2 separate regions of the Ovis aries genome follow, and region 2 is linked to region 1. A link is a contact called in public Hi-C data. All regions are on one chromosome and are shown on one strand. The core of a region is the stretch at or near the end of the contact, and the rest is flanking DNA. Distances in the headings are between cores, read along the strand shown.

Region 1 (2,700 bases), core at 26-2,525:
GATAGGACTCTGCTTTTCCGTTGTAGAGGGTACAGGTTTGATCCCTTGTTGGAGAGCTAAGCTCTCGTAAGCCATGCGGTGCAGCCGAAAAAACAAAAAATTAATGACAAAATAGAGAAACAATTGTGTGCCTCATGATAAAAGTACTCAGTATCATCTCTGATGCACTTTGCAAAAAAAAAAAAAAAATCAAATTTGAATCTGACAAGTGGTTCTCCTCAGATCTGAATCAGCAGTTCTCAAACACGGATTGATTTGGTACTGCAAAGAACATCTGTCAGTGTCTGGAGACATTTGTGATTGTCACATGTAGGGGGTGGGGATCATACTACTGGAGTTGGAAGAGGCCAGAGACACTACTTAACCAGCAAAGAGTTATCATGCCAAAAATGTCAACAGCACTGAGGTGGAGAAACTCTACCTTAGATCTAATTTCCAATCTAAAGGAGATACAAGAATAAATTAACACCACAAGGGTGTAATCAGCTAAAGGTGGGCTGCAAGAAAGCATAGGACAAATGATCTGGGGGTTTTTTTGGTGGGGGTGGGCAAGGGAAAGGGGAGAATAAGACCAGGGGAAATTTATAGGTTAAAGGAGACTTAAAAGGTGTATCAATCATCTGTTACAAAATATAGATTTATTTTAGTCCTGACTTGAACAAATCAACTATAAAAAATTGTGAGACAATCTAAGGATTTAAACACCATCTGATTAACTTAATGATAAGAATTCCTATTAACAGTTTTAAATGGACTTTCAGTATTATGGTCATGTAGAAAAAAAATTCCTATGTCTTCTGAAGATACAGGCTGAAATATTTGCAGATGGAAATGATATAATGACTGAGATTTGGCTTAAAATAAGTGAAAGGGGGAGGGGACAGGCAGGACTAGCCATGAGGGGCATTTATTTAGGATGTGTTATGAGTTCTTGAGAATTCACTATAGTAATCTCTCTGCTTCTGTATTTTTAAAAACCAAAAGGGGGAAGTAAAAGGGACAACTTTAAATCATTTTAGCTACTGAATCACTGTGAGTTAAAACTCACTGAAAAATTAAGCATACTCCATATATCACCTCTTATAAATAACGGTGTCAATCTAAAGACTCATGAGGCCCTATCTATTTAAGAAATAAAATTTCCACTTTATATAAACCAAGGAACTTTTTATTCCTTACCATATTGAAGCCAGCTGAGCTTGTGGTAAACTTGATTGCATAAGAATAGTTCTTGCTTGGGGACCTAAATGAAAGCCAGGGTAAAAAATAAAGATGAATCAGCAAATCTTCACTGTCTAGGAAGATCAATGTTCTGCACACAGGTACTATCCAATCTCATGCAATCACAGTGCTTTAAACAATATTTGCTATTACCCAATGGGCTTTTCAATAAGGAAATTAAGTCCCAGTGAAAAAAGGAAAAAACGCAAAGCATAGCACCTGGCACACAGCCAATAAATTTTTGTTAAATAGATGTTTAATGAGGAATGAGTATGTAAAAAATTAGAGTTTCAATATATAACCTGCCCTTTGGCCCAGGTGACCATCTCTATCTGTATCAGGTTTTTATTCACAAAGCTGAAATGTGTCCTCTCTAAATGCAATATCATCTGCCACCCCCTGCCACCTCCATCATGATGACTCTCATATTTAGACAAGAGTCAGAGAATCTCAAAAGAGGAAGGGACCTTAGAGAAAACTCTTCTACCATTTCATTATGCAGACTTAAAAAAAAAATTTGCTCATGGTTGCATAAATGGCCAATATCACAGCCATTTCCTAGGTTTGTGATAAAGAAGAATTCCTGGAATTTCAACTTTCCTCTCAAAATTAGCTGTCATTTCTTAAAATACTTGTGTATATATCTTCATTTCTGGCAAGAAACTAGCTTTAGATACCAGGAAGCCTACAATGGAAGATTTTGAATCTTTAAATAAACTAGTGTTAAGAAGAGAGCAACAAATGTCTCATGTCCTTCAATGATTTCCAAGGGATGGGCCCAGGATGACAGGTAATACATCAAGGAATGCAAAGTGGTAGTAATTATGCTGGGAAGATTACCATGTGTAACATTTTGCTTGGTCTTTGGTATACTGGAATGAGCAAAGTTCACCGATCATTTTATTTAGTCTCTAACACTGTATTTAGAGGGCTTCCCTGGTCCCTGGGTCGGGAAGATCCCCTGGAGAAGGAAATGGTAACCCACTTCAGTATTCTTGCCTAGAGAATCCCATGGACAGAGAAGCCTGGTAGGCTGCAGTCCACGGGGTCGCAAAGAGTCGGACATGACTGAGCGACTTCACTTTCTTTCACTTTCTGGTGGCTGAAATGGTGTCTGCAATGCAGGAGACTGGGGTTCGATTCCTGAGTCGGGAAAATCCCCTGGAGAAGCGAATGGCTACCTACTCCATTATTCTTGCTTGCAGAATTCCATGGATAGAGGAGCCTGACAGGTTACAGTCCATGGGGTTGCAAAGAGTCAGATATGACTAAGGGACTAACTCTCTTTCACTGCATTTAGAATACTGGCAATATTAAAGTAGAATCAGTATAAGTTTAGTGAAAGCTTTCATTCATACTTGTAACAACATTGTGCCCACTATAGAATTATATAAAAGAAAGTTCATATTTCATTTACTTAATAAAAAAGGTAACAATAAATTTTAAAAACTAGCCCTGGACCTGGATATCAGGAGATAT
Region 2 (2,700 bases), core at 132-2,631, 110 kb after region 1:
TATTCTGTCACTTGAAAGACACGCCATCCTCTTCAGGACATAGTCTGGGGCCACTCAGTGAGAAGGAACCACGATGCCAGTGGTTCTCCAATGCTGCTGTGTAAGAAAACTTCCTGGAGAGCTTGTTGGAAATCAGATTCCAGGAGTCTGTATTTTTACCAAGAACTTCAGGTTATGGTGATGTAAGTGATCTGAGGTCTACACGTTGAGAAACCTGCCAGTAAGTGGAACTATTCAGAAGAGAAAGATCATTCACAAGAGAAGAGCCCTACGGCAGTGGAATGTGAACTGAGTAATATAAACCCGACCGACCTGTAATTAATTCCCTATAATTCACAAATCCACATTAAAAAGCTGAGTAAGAGTAGAGGGATTTAATCACACCTCCTCCTTAACCCTCTTTATGGAGATTTGAGTTTGCCTCAATCTAGTAATTTGGAGAAAACATGAATTTAAGCAGAGTTTTATTTCCAATAATAGGGATAAGCATTAAGAAAAAGGAAATTGCTAGTCAATTGCAAAAAAAAAAAAAGCTAAGAGACACAAACATTTCAGGGAACTAACTTGCTACCACTTGTTTTATGCCCTATTTCACAATGCTTAGTATCTGAACAATCCACAGGGTTCCAAAGTACATCAAAAATGTGTTCATTTCCTCTCTTACTCAGGCAGAATAATAATAGACTTTTGTGAAGGTACCATGTGCCTCAGAAATTTCAATAGATACATTCTTAAATAAATAGCCTTCAAAAACAATTCTATCAGAAATTCACCCTACTGCAGCTACTTATAGAAGTCTTAAATAGCTTTTGGACCATCACTAAATTAGTGTCCTTCATTTCTGAATTTGGATTACCTAAAGTTTTGGGGTTCTTTACAACTGTCCTACAGAAAGAACTCAATACTGAAAAATGTTTTTCTTCTTTTGTTATAAGCAAACTCAAAAATAACATGTTTCAGGTGAACTATTAAAAATTTAGAAACAAAACACAGTATTTTGTTCTCCATAATAAGTAGAAATCATAACTTTAGGGGGGGTACTAAGCTTCTGCACCTTAAGTCATATAAAAAATAAGGGTATCCCAACAAATATACTCCTATTTCAGACAGTAAGAGTAGCACTACATATACCAGCCGGCCTGCTGGCTCCATGGTCCCATTTCATACCCTCAGATCCTGTCCACTACATAAACTCTGAGCCTGGTCTTCATCCTTTCAAAGGGATTAGTAAAAACTGTTTCCCCGATGACAGAATTGAGATTTTCCAGACGCATTTTTGGCACGGTACTTGTTTTTTATTATCTATACTTTTTATTGCACTTGTTTTATTTGGACGTCCCGACCACGTAAACATTAAGAGCAGGATGCCAGCAGATAAAGCACAAAGAAACGCAACTATTCGGAGTCGCATCTGTTTAAATTTTCAGGCTGGTGCTGCCTCCAGAATAGCACCGAGGATGGCAAAGTTCTAAAGGAAACTTTCATTTTCAGAGGCTATCAAAAAATCTCCAGAGCCTTCAACTCAACACAGACGCCCCTAATGGTTTTCTTCAAAAACAAAGCCTTTAGTATGAATCACAACAAAAGATGCCCATAGGAAATGTAATCTACGAAGGTGCTTCCTAATCCAAAAGGCAAACAAGAAGAGGGAAAGGCGCAACCCCATTCCTCGTCGGTTACCTTTTCCTGGGGATTCTGACTGCATTTTCCTCGGTCAAGCCAGACAGAGCCTGGTAACTGTGGCTTCGGTCCACACTGTAAAACCGTGTCAGTGCGTAAAGAAGGGGAAAAGGAAGCGGCCGACACCGGGAACGCGCTCCCCCCTTGAAAGGATGAGCCGCTTTCTGTGAAATACCACCGGAGTCAAGTCAGTCCCAGCTGGAGGACGCGGGGCCAAAACGGCATTGACTGCCCTTCACTGACAGGGTAGGTTGTTTTTTGTTTTTTTTTTTTTGCGGGCGGAGGAGAGAGAAGGGATGAGCCGGGGAGGAGAGGCCGGGCATTCCGGATCCCCGGCAGGCTGGCGGGGAGGCGAGGCTCGGCCGGCCCGCCCCACTCGGGCGACCGCGGGCAGCGAGGTCAGCCCTGCAAGGGACCCCACTGCCCCGCGTGCCCCTGGAGAAAGGACGGGACCTCCCCCCAGCTCGGCGGGCCACGGCGACCGATGCCCATTCAACCCCCAGAAGCCCGTCCCGCGGCCGCCGCCCACCCCCCAGCCTCGGTCCGCCGCGGAGCCCCGGCCTCCCGGCGCGTGCCAGCCGGCCGCCACCACCACCACCCACCCAGCCACCCCCGGCGGCTCGGGAGGATGGGAAGGACGAGTCACAGGGCGCCTCCCGGGCGTGCGGCTCAGGGTGAAGGGCGCCGGGAGGGACGCGCACACCGGCCCCGGGGTCGGGGCTGGGGGGTGGACTGGCGTCCCGGGCGGCCATCGCGCCCACCCTCGCCCCGGCCGCCTGCCGGGTGCAAGGCAGGCCGACGCGGTCCAGCCCTCTCCTCACCTCATCTCCAGGCGGGTCCACGCTGCCGCCTCAGGGGGACAAAAAAAAAAATCAGTGCAGCTCAGTCGCCGCGGAAAGGGGACGCAGGAGCCGCAGCCCCGCACACCATCCCCGCCCGCCTCTCGGGGCGTCCGGGAGTCCGCCCGGGATTCTCCCTCGCGAGCCGCCGTACTACCGAGCAACCAAGCTGCGCGCCCTC

Evidence for each region. A called contact is a pair of places that touch in the nucleus more often than the background predicts.
Region 2: a contact with region 1 is called in a Hi-C map of liver, with 1.7 times the contacts expected there. The contact joins the promoter of CRYZL1 here to the enhancer-like site in region 1.

Annotation. Positions count from the first base shown.
Region 1 is chr1:122,446,331-122,449,030 of ARS-UI_Ramb_v3.0, forward strand. It overlaps ITSN1 (intersectin 1), which reads right to left. Exons shown (of 42, transcript XM_060416066.1): 12 at 1,180-1,243. Among named protein-coding and RNA genes, the nearest start is that of CRYZL1, 110 kb to the right of the region's middle. Within about 2 kb of position 1,276, at least 2 of the 54 cell types and tissues checked have an H3K27ac peak or open chromatin away from gene starts, as enhancers often do. A contact at or near this core is called in liver, where this site is marked.
Region 2 is chr1:122,553,539-122,556,238 of ARS-UI_Ramb_v3.0, forward strand. It overlaps CRYZL1 (crystallin zeta like 1), which reads left to right and starts at 1,382. Exons shown (of 13, transcript XM_012186074.5): 1 at 1,382-1,926. It overlaps ITSN1 (intersectin 1), which reads right to left. Exons shown (of 42, transcript XM_060416066.1): 1 at 2,502-2,700.